Regions from separate parts of the Sus scrofa genome. Here region 1 is linked to region 2. The links are chromatin contacts, called in public Hi-C maps. All regions are on one chromosome and are shown on one strand. The core of a region is the stretch at or near the end of the contact, and the rest is flanking DNA. Distances in the headings are between cores, read along the strand shown.

Region 1 (6,734 bases), core at 239-2,738, 140 kb after region 2:
CCCGCCGCCCTGAAATTCTCCGCATGACTGTTAATCCAATGTTTTCTAGGAAATTACCAAATATACCATCAAATCACAGCTGAAGCCCAGTGAGATCTTACCTATAATGCCCACCTTTAAAAAACAGTGATTTTCTTTTTTCCTCTCCCTGGCACCAAAAAAAGGGATGTAGAAAGCTCCCTGAATGATGTCACATTTGTCAGTGTGATACACATGGCGCCACAGGAGAAACCATAGTGAGCAAACCCTCGTTTCCGCCCAAGACGCCTACCTCTGGGAGAAGACCACTGGGCACTTGGCGTCCTCCTGTCCATCCCGAAGAGCCACTAACCTGCGGGAAGTTCAGAACCTCTCCGAGCCGCCTCCCTCAGGTATAAAATTGGACATCACTGCCTACCTTGCAGGGGGCTATGAAAATGAAACAGCTGGTGGCTGTAAGCGCTCAAAAGATGAAGCTGTTTAAGAATCTGAAATACTGCCAATTTAGCCAAAACTATTTTTTGTTTATATATAACTCACACACTATAAAATTCACACTTTTAAAGTATACGATTCAGTGGGTTTTGGTATATTCACAATGTTGTGCAACCATCACTTTTAGCTAATCCCTGAACATCTTCATCTCCCAAAAGCCTTTCTCCAGAATGCTCGACCCACTAGCAGTCATGATTTTTACGCTCCAAAATTTCTCAGTCAAAAGGGTTTCATCCTTAAAATATTAAGAAGTAAATACGATTCTCCTTTCCTGCTAAAATATCCAGTTGTAGGAAGGGCCGATAGAAGTACAGAGGCTGAATTTTCCAGAGCACAATCTAACAAGCATGTGAACAGTCACAGAAAATACAGAACACAATATATGAAATTGGGTTCAAATCAAGGGCCCACATTCTATGTCCTCATTTAATGGAGCAAAACACTGAACAGCAAATATTCACCTGGCCTGTAACATAAGATCCACACCCAGTGGTCCATGCTTTCTAGAACTAAGTGCATGCACCCACCTCTTAGAAATCCCCCGCAAAAATAGAAACTACATAGCTGTGTTACATTTACTGCAGGTGGTTTCTGGAAAGAACTCAGCTCCTCCCCAACTCGTAGCACACGAAGGATTCCTGAGAGAAGACCCGCCTCCACCCTCATCCTAACACACCCATCCCAGGCCATCTCTTACACCTCGTGACTTGTTCTCACTACAACACTTGCCCTGGTCCGCCTCTCTATCAGTAATTAGTATGTGAGGGTAGAGATGATAAACTGTTTTTCCCACAACAGGTATCATCTTTATAAACCATGCTTTTTAGAAATTAATCTCCCTTTCTTTTTCAGCAATTCCTTATTTTTCAATTTTGTGCTTCCACATCCCCACAAAGTGAGGGGACTCTCGCTGGAGTCTGGCAGCTCGCCTCTTAAACACGCCTCAGGGGAGTTCCAGCACATGACTTCATCTGTTTTCCTTGGGTGACTAAGTGTCACGGCACGGAGCTGAACAGAAGCTGACCGCTAACTGCCGATTTGAACAGTTTCAACTTGAAGATCTAAGTTCGTTGATCACAGTGGTATGGCTTAGCATTTTGAAGCTGCTTTCTGCATTCTTTAGGACTGAGTCAATCAGTAAAGACAGGATAAAAGGAGCCTTCACAGTCAGAGAAAGGAATTACACATTTGGGAAAGGCAAGACTTAAGTGCAGTCTGTAGACTGGACTGGCATGGAAGGCATGAGGATAAACTCAGTTTTTCTTTACTGATGGGTGCACAAAGAGGCAGCACCCATGTGTACGTGACACTGAGTGTGTGTGTGTGCATATACCTGTATGTGTGTTTGTATACACACACTCCCCGCTTCATAGCTCTGTGCCCTGAGGTTCTAAAAGAAACACCCCATAGCAATAAGCACCCTTAGCACCCAGACTGAGTTTTATTACTGTTTTCTGCCAAAATGAACCAGGGCTCCTTGGAAAAACAGCTGATTTCAGGGCTGGAGTAAGAAGAGGACAACAGAAGCCTAGAACAACTTATTATGTCAGAAAATTAGAAATTTCTCAAAAAATGATGGGGATCAGCCACAAAAGATAAAGAAGCCAACCGAGAAGGACATCACTGGCCAGATCTTGGACAAATCGAGCATCAAACTAAATAATGAGAGCAATGTTCACTTTGGCAGCACATATACTAAAATTGGAACGATACAGAGATTAGCACGGCCCCTGCAGGAGGATGAAACACAAATTTGTGAAGCATTCCATATTTTTGATAGAAGATAAGAAAAGGAATATATACATTATATAACTGTCATTTTGCTGTATAGAAATTGATACAACATTGTAAATCAACTATACTTACTAAAAAACAAATTTTAAAAAAAGAGCAGGGAGTTCCCGTCGTGACGCAGCAGAAACGAATCCGACTAGGTACCATGAGGTTGCGGGTTCAATCCCTGGCCTCGCTCAGAGGGTTAAGGATCCGGCATTGCCGTGAGCTGTGGTGTAGGACGCAGACACAGCTTGGATCTGGCGTTGCTGTGGCGTAGGCCAGCAGCAACAGCTCCAATTAGACCCCTAGCCTGGGAACCTCCAAATGCCACAGGTACAGCCCTAAAAAGACAAAAAAAAAAAAAGAGAGAGAGAGAGAGGAAAGCATTACAACCCACTGAATAAAAGAGAAATCCATACATATATAAATAAGAAGGAAAGCTCTTCCTTACATTAGAAAGTCACCGAAATAGAGGAGTAATGAAGTCAGGAAAATTGTCCCTTTGCAACCATCACACAAGTCATCAATGGAGACTGCAACCAGCAAAAGTCAAGAAAGGCACAGGACTATACATAGTCTCAAATTATCTCCCAAAGCAAAGCTAATTATAAGGGGATATACAGTGGAGAAACCTGGTAGTCACTACTGGAACCAAATGACCAAATGAACGCCCCACAGTGGAGCAGCTGACAGCTGCGTCCCTGCCAGGGCGCTCTGAACAGGACGCAGCCCTTGTGCAGAAATGCCTGGCCTGAACCTCCTCAGGAGGAATCATACAGCCCAGGCTGAGGTAGTCAAAAATATCTGGGTAATGAAAGAGACAAACTGGAGAAATGTTCCAAATTAAAGAAAACCAGAGAGACATGACAACTAAATGTAAGAGGTGGCTGGAGAGAATGCTGGACCACCAACATGTGTTTAATCACCAACAGTTTCTGGAACAACTAGTAACATTTTATTAAAGTTAGCAGATTTAGATAATAATATATCAAAATTAATTTCCTGACTGGGGACATTATATAAGAGAATGTCCTTGCTCTTGGAATATAATATTCAATCACCTTTAATAGGTAAGGACATCATCACCTCTACAACTCACTCTTACCTGGTTCAGAAACATAATAATACATAATAATTCAATATACATAAAATGTACACACACACACACACACACACACACACACACACACACGTGGGGGGGGGGGGGAGGTGATGCACCTGCAGTGAATTAGTAACTGGGGAATCTGAATGCTTCTCCGAACATGAGTTCCGGCCTCGCAAAACAAACTTACCTGACCCCCCCCAACCCCCAAAAAATCTCAGCAAACTTTAAATGTAATCAACAATGAAGACATGAACCAACTAAATAGCCAAAAATAATATATACAGTGAAATCTCAATTCGACTAAGGTGATAAGGATCTGAGCCTCGTACCTCCTTTGGTGGTTAAAATCAAAGATAAACTAAAATAGCACGTCAAAGTACATACTCTCCCATTAAACAGCAGGCCAATTCTACTTTTTTAATTCTAGAAAATTTTTAAAAGAGTTAAACAAAAACTAAAAATCTTGAAAACTTCAGAAACTCCTTGAGTAAACCAGGAGGAAATGCAAAGCAGATTTTAAAGAGTACAATACACTTCAGGTTATATAATGTCTACATGCAAGATACCAGCATTTGAACCATCCTCTGACTGAAACAGTAAAAGTCCAAGACAGACACGTGAAAACAGAACATGTTGTCAGTGTGGAAATGATGCTGGGTGGGTCTTAAACAGGGAATAAACCTGAGCAATCACAGGCATAAAATCAGGCTACAACTGTGAGGGGGGCCAGATGAGGTGTGACTGACGAAAATGCACCCTACAAAAAGGAAAACCTAGAAGTTCCCGTGGTGGCGCAGTGGTTAACGAATCCGACTAGGAACCGTGAGGTTGCGGTTCCGTCCCTGCCCTTGCTCAGTGGGTTAACGATCCTGCGTTGCCGTGAGCTGTGGTGTAGGTTGCAGACGCGGCTCGGATCCCGCGTTGCTGTGGCTCTGGCGTAGGCCGGTGGCTACAGCTCCGATAGGACCCCTAGCCTGGGAACCTCCATATGCCATGGGAGCGGCCCAAGAAATAGCAAAAAGACAAAAAAATAAAGAAATAAATAAACAAAAAGGAAAACCTAGAACACATTCCCAAGAGTTACCTCACTGTTAGAGGATGGAGAGAAAAGAATCTATTTCCCATGGCCACAACACCCATCATCTATGTGCACATTTCCATGAATAACAGCAAAGAAATGAGTGGCTGCAACAAAATAACTATATATAGAGATCACAGGAGTTACCACACCCACCTCATAAAACTGTCCCCAGAAAAGCAGCCTAGCAGCCCCTGGCCCCTCCCCATCACCCCCCCTCCCCCTTCCTCAGCCAGAAAGGAAGGCCAGTAATCTTTACAATGTGTCACACACAGCAACAGGCTGAAAAGCTTCCCTGGCTGGGCAGCCTCTCAGCCCTTCCAAACTTCCCCTGGCCAACCTTGACACTGCACAGACTTCCTCCTGTGCACTTCAGTCCTAGTCCACTCGGCCAGGGAAATAAGAACCAGCACGTCCGCAGGTTTCCTCCCGAGACAGAATCGGGTGGGAACCCAATACACTTCAGTTGGAAAGCTGGGGTTACTAGAGTTATTCATGTAAAAAGGAACATTAGTTTTAAAAAGGTGAGAAAAGAAAAAGGCACAGAAGCTAAATTATAGGGCTCAGACCAACATAAAGAAAAAAAATGCCTGCTCTATCCTAGAATCTTTCATTCTGCTTTTGTTTGGTGTGAGACTTGTAAATTACAGCTACCATCCACAACACACCAGGCTATACCCATTCAGGTTTAAGCATCTGAAGATTACAGCACAGGCCCTGGGATGCTATACAGAGCGAGGGCCATTTCTACTCTCCCTCCCTCAGGCATATGGGGGCTTTGTGGTCTGGCAGCCATGGGTTTAGATTCCAGCTCAAGCCCTTACAAAGCAGTGCAAACTGGAGCAATCATTCAACCTCCCCAGAGGCTGAGATCCTCATCCTAACACAGAAATAGATTCCACCTGCTGGAAATGGGGGAGGGGGAGGTAGATTTTATACGAAAAAAAAGTATACATAAAAACACCTGCACGGTATCGAGAATGACAGACACACGGACGGTAGCCAGTGGCAGCAGCAGAAATAACAGTTAAGGATTTTACAAGGTTTTCTTGAAGGGCAAGATTGGCATTAGTAACATTTGGAGAGAAGAAAATAAACATGATATTTTAAATATCATCCTTTGACCTTACAAGCAGGTTATTGCTTTCTGGATGCACTTATTTTACTCTCTTATGGAGCATAATTCCAAAGGTGTTATCTGACCCCAGATGACTGGCCTTCCACACTGCTCTAGCAGCTGCTGCTAAAGATTTAGTGTACAGCAAGCGCATGGAAAAGCAGCAGGCCATTCCGAGACTGCCCATCAGGCTAGTTTCTCCCAAAACAGCCCCATATCCACACCGCAAGCTGTGATGGGAAATTTACAATCACCCTACTTTAATCCTACATAGGGTTTTTTTTTTTTTCTTTTGGAGGGGGGTTGTTTTTTGTTTTGTTTTGTTTTTTGTCTTTTTTAAGGCCGCACCCCTCGGCATACGGAGGTTCCCAGGCTAGGGGTTGAATCAGAGCTACAGCTGCTGGCTTATACCACAGCCACAGCAACTTGGGATCTGAGCCGCATCTGCTACCTACACCACAGCTCACAGCAACGCCAGATCCTTAACTCACTGAGCAAGGCCGGGGATCAAACCTGCATCCTCATGGATGCCAGTCAGATTTATTTCTGCTGAGCCATGATAGGAACTCCTAATTTTTAAATTTTATTGGATATAGATGACTTACCTCATTGTATTAGTTTCAGGTGTACAGCAAAATGAACAAGTTATAAATATGCATATACACACACCCACACACATATATATCCATTCTTTTCTCCATATATGTTATTACAGAATATTGAGTAGATTTCCCTGTGCTACACAGCAAGTCCTTGTCAGTTATCTGTTCTATACATAGCAGTGTGTATCTGCCAATCCCCTAAATTACACAGGGTTTACAGTCAAAGGTTTCCAATAATTTTGTTCAGGGGACAGATCCCATCTCACCAACACAGAACCCTTGTGTGTTCAGCAACCAGCAGAGCTGAGACAGGGCGATGAGAAATGCCCAACAATGACTCCTGCCCATTCTGCATCTCAGACTATGGCCAAATATTGGGAATGAAACACGTACAGAGCCAGCTAACATAACGCTGAAACTCACTGACTCCTGCCTGAAGCCTCGCCCCATGAGGAGCCACCCTCCTAGAGGGTCCCGACAGGGGACACGTGAACAGAATTGTCACGTGAAGGAAGTCTATGGCCTGGAAATCACTGAATCACACCACTCTCAAGGTTCCTGAACCCAATATACACTAGGACA
Region 2 (7,683 bases), core at 2,921-5,420:
AGGTTCAATCCCTGGCCTCGATCAGTGGGTTAAGGATCTGGTGTTGCCATGAGCTGTGGTGTAGGTCGCAGATGCGGCTCCAATCTAGTGTTGCTATGGCTCTGGCACAGGTCAGCAGCTGTAGCTCTGATTAGACCCCTAGCCTGGGAACATCCATATGCTGCAGGTGCGGCCCTAAAAGGACAAAAAGACCAAAAAAAAAAAAAAAAAAAATCGAGATTGTGTATACATACATATATATTCCTTTCCATTACACAAGCATCTTGTTTTTGTTTTACTGCAAACCAATAATTGCAAACCAATAACCTATGCTTTCAATAAAGTGAAGCGACATTAAAATGGGAACACAATTACATTGTATTATTTGCCTTAGAAACTCAAAAAGGAATATTAAAGCAGTATCCATATTATTTTCCTATAAATTTCAACACAGGCTTATGATAAAATTATCCAGATGATAACTATGACATAGTTACAATAAATGTTACTTCTAAAATCTTTTAGGGAAAGTGAAATTTTATAAGAAAATTAATGCAAGTGCTTTGTGAAACAGTGTGCTATTACATTACAAACAAAAGACTGTCATGTACAAGGATGAAAGTCCCAGACGGGGCAAATCGCTCCTGGAACAGAACATAAGGGCAATGCCACCACCAGCCCCATCTACCTCACTGGGCTGATATAAGGATGAAATGAGATTTTGTGTTGAAGAGCTCTGTAAACGTTAAAGAGCCATAAAAATACTGGTTGTTATTTTGTTCTTGGCTATTATCAGATTATATGGGCCCTTACAGTCATGGATAAAATGAGGTGATCATATTTATGGCTCACGGTGAAGGTACACCTCAATTAGCATTCACAGAACTTCCTGCAGTCATGGAAATATCTATCCACGTCACCCAAGATAGTTCCACACCCTGTTGCTGAGCATCTGAAATGTGGACACCGTAACGAAGGATGTGAAATTTAATTTAATTATATTTTTTATTTCTCAAATTAAAAAAAAAAATTTTTTCTTTTTAGGGATGTACCTTGCGGCATATGGAAGTTTCTGGGCTAGGAGTCAAATCAGAGCTGCAGCTACGGTCTATATACCACAGCCATGGCAACACCGAACCTGAGCTGAATCTGTGACCTATGCTGTAGCCTGTGGCAATGCCGAATCCTTAATCCACTGAGCAAGGCCAGGGATCTAACCCACATCCTCGCGGATACTATGTCAGGTTCTTAACCTGCTGAGTCACAACGGGAACTTCAATTTAATTCTATTTTTAAATTGTTTTATTAATAAATTTTATTTAACTTTGTGTAACTTCAATAACCACATGTGGTGACTGGCTACCATTCGGGACAGTGCAGCTCTAACAATTTTTTTTGTCTTTTGTCTTTTGAGGGCCGCATCCACGGCATATGGAGGTTCCCAGGTTAGGGGACTAATCGGAGCTGTTGCTGCTGGCCTACGCCAGAGCCACAGCAATGCCAGATCCAAGCCGCGTCTGCAACCTACACCACAGCTCACGGTAATGCCACATCCTTAACCCACGGATCGAGGCCAGGGATCAAACCCACAACCTCATGGTTCCTAGTCGGATTCGTCTCTGCTGAGCCATGATGGGAACTCCTAATAATTTTTTAAATAGCAAAAACTGGAGATTTTAAGGTGTAGTAAAAATCAAGTCACTTTAAATTCTCTGATTTATAAAAAGGTAATTCTAATGCAATTTACTGTGGAAGCTTCTTAATACAAAGGGATATAACACATGATCAAAAAAGCTGGAGGCTGAAGCCCTAAACACCGTCTGCCTGTAAAATCACTAACAGTGTGGTCATGTCTCCAGATCTGCAAAATGAAGTTCTGATCCCACACACGCCCCCACTGGAGGAGGGTGCAGGAGCATGAATGGCCAAGACATCTTTGGAAGGCATGGTCTATGCAATGTCGTTCTCATCCAGTTTATAAGACGACAAGGGAATACAACACAAGAAACCCTCAGACACAGAGGAGCAGGCTGGGTGCCAGGCGCGCACACCTGCCAAGCCAGAGCTCCCATCCTTCCAGGCCGGCTGCTTCCTTTAGTAAGGCCATTAGACACAGGGCACAAAGTTGACACTCCGTCCCCCTAACCAGACTCTTCAAGAGAACTCTGGATGAGGTTCAAGGAGGTGGTATGATGGAAACCTGTGCTATGATGTCCAAGGTCCAGTCTTTCCCTACTGAGTTTATGAAAACAGCTTAAGTTGTTTAAATTTTTAAAAAAGAGAGGACCCTCTGTTTGGGAAAAGCATCTTTGAAACTTGTTTGGAGACCAGCAATTTCAGAGGACTGCACTAACCACTGTCTCTAGACCGCTACAGATCCTGGACGTGAGCTGCAGCGGCCTCCAGCTAACCTAGCTCGTTTCAGACTGGCCCCCACAACCTTCAACTGGCTCTTTCCAATCCTGTTACTACCGGTCCTGAAGTCAGGGGTTTTTGTAAACTGACAGACTCCTTCGTCTGTCCTATGTCTGAAGTCAAGGGGAGATTCTGTCACTAACCAAGGACCTCTGTTCAGTCCTGAGCTTTTCTTCCCCTTGGAGGGCTTGTCCCTATACCTGTGTACAGAGGTATAGTTATTATACCACTCCTTAAGTTTTGTTAGTATTTTATGCTGTGTTTCACACTGCACCCTTAAAGCTCTGTCCACATGTCTTTATTTCAAGAATCTGAGCATAAGGCATGGCCAGCATTGTCAGTGAAGTTTTAAGTGTTAATAAAATAGTATTACACCAAAAAGGGGAGGAGGGGACGGAGTTGACCTATTTGGAGATTCCTCTGCTGGACAAGTCAACTACTTACTAGGTGTGATCTTCTTTGCTGCATCTGAAACTCAGTGGAGGGGGAGATACACACTTGAACCTGAGGGAAGAGAGTGCTTTCCGAAGCTGTCCCCTCTGCATGCTTCAGCTGCCTGGCACAGGCGGACTGCCTCAGTCAGAGTCCCTCTGAGATGTGAGCCTTCCCCAGAAGGCCACTCTGCCTCTAAGGCTATACTGGCGTCTCTGGCCCCTGATGTGTACGGGGACCACATGCGCCGTTAGAGCTCACTCAGGATCCCAGGAAATTCTGTTCACAGATTCATCCAACTGAGTTTCCTTCAAATCCATAAATTACCACCATTCATTTTATCCAAATAAAACCCACCAGGCTCTTCCAACTTTGCTGCTGTTTAAAATTTTTGATAATAAAACATTAGTGGAAAACACCCCATGGCACTCACATTTCTACATTATTTTCAGGCAGTTCAGAGCAGCAATTAATCTTCTGGGTTCATTTGTAATTCTGAATCCTGCCATTATGAGAGATTTTCCCTACGTGTTACTTTGTTTCAGACTGTCCATCACTCCCCTCAGCAGCTAGCGCTATTGCAAACTTTTTTTTTTTTTTATTCCTTTTTAGGGCTGCACCTGTGGAATAAGGAAGTTCCTAGGCTAGGGGATGAATTGGAGCTGCAGTTGCCAGGCAAGCCACACACACAGCAACACTGGACCCGAGCCGCAACTGCGACCTATGCTGCAGCCCTGCATGCAGCAAGGCCGGATCCTTAACCTACTGAGCAAGGCCAGGGATCAAGCCCACATCCTCATGGATACTAGTGAGGTTCTTAATCTGCTGAGCTGCAACGGAAACTCCTCTTTATTTTTTTCCCCTATTGCAAATGTATTCACATCATCTTAACTTACCTCTCTGGGGGCCCCCTGCCAAGTGACACACCTCCAAGCCCTGGGGGCTGCTGTACCCATACTATGCTACCACTCCAAACCGCACCTGAGCAGCCAGGGCCGCATGGCTCATCTCCCACCCATGGTAATATCCAGGGAGCAACATCACCTGGACAATGACAGGGACCAGAGGCAGCCACAGAGAAGTGTTGACAGTGCTCTGTGCTGAAGAGGGCTCCTGCTACTTTAAAACAAACTGGTTTTGTGGGGGGGCTCTTGTTTCTCCTTTATCATAAAACTAGTTAAATTCATTAGATTAGTAAGCAGAAAAATCTTACCACTAAAACTTAAATCCCCACTCACAGCTTTCACATGAGGCTATTAAGATTTTTTCCTCTTTCTATCCCACTCTGTTTCCTCTCTTGCTTCATACTTTAAAGGTTTCTGGAGCTGAGATCACTACTGATTAGCATCTCATGCAACATTCCAGCTGCCTTGCTAAGATCCTGCCCTCCCTCGCTGCCTCAGCGGAGACTGTTTCTAGATTAAAAGGATACTATTTCTGTTTTAGAAGCATCAGTGCAAATCCCTATGAATGTAAGTTTTTTTTCCCAAAAAAATTATCCCTGAGGAAGCTCTACCAGTGTTTTTCCTGTAACTTAAGGTAACCATGTGTCTCCTTCCCACATGCCTTCCTAGTGGCTAAACGTTCCTGAGCCTTCTTCCTCCACATCTTGACAAGGTGTTTTACTGCCTGGCCTCCACCACTAGCTTCTGAGACACAAGCAGTTCACTTTCCTTTGCTGCGTTCATTCGGGCAGGTTAACCTGTCTGGAGTGTGGGGAGTGTTACCTCTGAGATAAGGTATCATGACCAGACCATCAGCAGATGAAGCCAATGTGAGGTCCAAATGCGTACAGTAATCTAACAACTGTGAGAGACCTTGCAGACCACTGACCCAAAAACCATTTTTCCAGCCCAGCCCTTGCTGGCAGAGCCTGCTCACTGCTGGGGAGGCGGAAATCCTAGCCCTGCCCTTTCCCACTTTCCCTCCTGTGCACCCCACTCCTGGCAAAGGGGACCGGGGGGAAGCCTGCTGGGCTGGAGGGACCTTCTGCAAATCATGTTGCCCTGAGAAAGTGACAGGAGAAGAGGCTGAGGGCCTTGGCGCTAGGGCTGCAGCATCCACCTGTGACCCAACCACAGGGAAAGGCCAAGCCAGGCCAGGAGCCCCCCAGCCCCGACAGCTCCATGCGGCTGGAACCCCCTATACTTCGCAACTTTCTGTTCTGTGAGAAGAGCCAACCCCCAGAGTCTGGCACTCCGTTACTCACACCAAAGTATCCTGACTGGAATTCTCAGGTGATGACCATGAGGGAGAAGAGGAGTGGGAGTAGAGGGCATTTATGGCACCTACTGTACAGAAGGCACCGTGCCAGGCACCCAATATGATTACCTCCTTCACACCATCAAACAGCCCCTTGGGTAGATCCCTTCATGTCCACTTCGCGAATGAGGAAAGTAAGGAACAGAGAGGTGGGGTAAGTTCTGAGGTTGCACAGCGGGTGGGGACCTGCCCCAGGCTGGGAGGGGCTGGAGGAGGAGGGGTCGGGGTTGGGACCGGAGCAGGCACTGACCTTCTCAGCCTTCTGGTGGAAGACAGAGGACATGTCCAGCAAGGTGCTGCGCTCGTCCAGGGCCGCGGCGAACGCCTTCCACTCCTGCTCCAGCTGGTTGGCGATCTGCTTGATCTGCTGGGAGGCGTAGTGGCCCGACTCCACCAGGCGGTTGGCCACCGACATGATGCGGTTGATGTTCACGTACACGTTCTGCGAAAGGAAGGAGAGAGGGCTGGTCGGGCGAAGGCCCACAAGGGGCGTCTTTCCAAGAACGTGGTGGTGGGGGGGGGGGGCGCTTTCAGAAACAGCCTGGGAACTTAAAAGTTACATTTTAACAGCAGAATCACCTGGCGGGTCCCAGGACACCTGTTTTGCTGTTTGGATTTCCGTAAACTCCAAGTAGGAGTTTCAGTTTCTATTTTTAAATGCAAACCTACAACTCAACCAGCTGAGAGAGAGGCAGGCACGGAGCAGTGGCACACAGATGCGAGTGCGCACGAAGGTCTGTGACTCACGTCTTGGCCTCAGAGCCTGAAAAGGGCCCAGATGGTAAGCAGTCACCCAGAACTTTGGGGACCCACCACTGCAGTTTGTAACTGGAACCCAGAGACCACAAACTATGTACTTAGCAACCAAAGGCTATTTTGTATGAAAACAATCTCTTCTTTCTATATAAGCCCAAGTCATCTTGCTGGTGCCAACAAAAAATCTTCTGTAAATGGATCCACATTCACCAAGGAATGTGAACTGGGCTATGAAGAAAACAATGCTGCGTTCAAACTTTAAATTAAGCTTTTCCACTCTGTTGACATCACTGTCTTCAACTCCATTAGTTTATTGCAAAAATAAGGGTGCAAAAGCATTTTTCTTGTAAGAGAAGTTCTTCTTTAAAGTTCCTATTATAGCAAATGCATACCTTCAACAAATCGCAGGTTGTTGTCCCTCAGGTAGTATCACTATTATTACTATTATTATTATTACTACGGACATCACAGCACTGCACCTGGTAATGGGTCTCCCCAGATCACAGACTCATCTTTGCTTCCTCCCACTCTTGCCCCTAAATCATATCTAACTTCCCAACCTGCCCCAAGGCCTCTACATTTTTCCTCCCTCTCCTCCCCTGTGGTCCTCTGGGCCAACCTCCCACTGCCTCCCACTCAGAGCCCTGCCTAAACCTCGTCACTGTCACCTGGTCTGCAGCCCACTCAAGAAAGTGTCCTAAAGAACACGCTGGTCCAGTCTTTCTCTGTAGCTTCATTTCTTTTCCTCCATTTCTGACCCAAATCCAAACTAGATGGAGTCACCTTTATCTGGGATTAGAGAGCCACAGACTCCAGCCTCGGAGGTACTTTTCTGGGCTTCAGGCTGGAATCAGCTAACAGATGACCAGATGTCTATGCAGCAAGGACAGAGGGTACTTTATGAGAATGTGACAGTCAGTCAAAGCCACAATCAGTTAGGAACTGGCCCAAACGCCATCAGTGTGCTAACTGGCATCCTTTAAGTCCACAGCTAGGTCTCCCTTCTCACTGGCAATCTCTCTCTAGTGACAGGTGACCAGATTCGCTAAGTTTTGCCTCCTCTGCATCTAAAGAGGAAAATCAACCCAAAAGCTCTGCAGGAAGAGCACAGGCAGATGCTCTCTGTAAGGACCTGGAGGAGAGCTGTCCACTTGGACAGCTCCATCGTGGGGCCCGCAGAGCGGGCTCCTTCCTACCCAGATTTGGTCACAGGGGCCTGCCTTAGTCTCCTCCCCTCAAGCAGACTACCCGCTACACGTAGAGTTGTGCTCTATGCACCATGCCCTGTCCACACCTCTACCACTTCCAGCAGGAGGGCGGATGTGGTGGCACAGAGCCCAAGTGAACAGTGTGTCCCAAACACAGCAACATGCCATCCCCCACCTCAGAAGGACCTCCACCTACATTCTTGCCATCATGGCCTTTACAAGGACCTGTGAGGGAACTCTTCTCCGTACTCTGTAATAACCTACATGGAGAAAGAATCTGAAAAAGAATGGATATATGTACAACATATGACTGATTTACTTGGCTGTACACCTGAAACTAACACAGCATTGTATGTCAACTATACTCCAATTAAATTTTTAAAAATAAAGAACGAAAAAATGAAAATAAATACCTGCGATAGGAGAATGGGCACAACTGCTCATGTTCCTTAATGTGCTTTCTTTAAGACTATGAACTTGCTTACCGACATCTAGTCTTTTCATTTTTTTTGTCAAAAGAAATGTTTAAAGCACTGTAGGTAGTACAGGCAAGGGCTGAAGGCTAACAGGCCCCGGTTCTGGACAAGTAAATGTCCTAGACAGACACTAAGGACTCGTGAAGGTATGGAGA

What was found. A called contact is a pair of places that touch in the nucleus more often than the background predicts.
Region 1: a Hi-C map of embryonic fibroblasts shows a contact between it and region 2, with 2.8 times the contacts expected there. The contact joins two enhancer-like sites. A contact is called at or near these places in 1 of 47 Hi-C or Micro-C datasets (embryonic fibroblasts) and 2 of 2 datasets of contacts at active chromatin or transcription factors (alveolar macrophages and skeletal muscle).

The regions. Positions count from the first base shown.
Region 1 is chr16:3,573,440-3,580,173 of Sscrofa11.1, reverse strand. No RefSeq gene overlaps it. Among named protein-coding and RNA genes, the nearest start is that of TRIO, 110 kb to the left of the region's middle. Within about 2 kb of position 1,488, at least 22 of the 83 cell types and tissues checked have an H3K27ac peak or open chromatin away from gene starts, as enhancers often do. A contact at or near this core is called in embryonic fibroblasts, where this site is marked.
Region 2 is chr16:3,716,323-3,724,005 of Sscrofa11.1, reverse strand. It overlaps TRIO (triple functional domain protein), which reads right to left. Exons shown (of 56, transcript XM_021077142.1): 6 at 5,339-5,530. Among named protein-coding and RNA genes, the nearest start is that of TRIO, 29 kb to the right of the region's middle. Within about 2 kb of position 4,170, at least 12 of the 83 cell types and tissues checked have an H3K27ac peak or open chromatin away from gene starts, as enhancers often do. A contact at or near this core is called in embryonic fibroblasts, where this site is marked.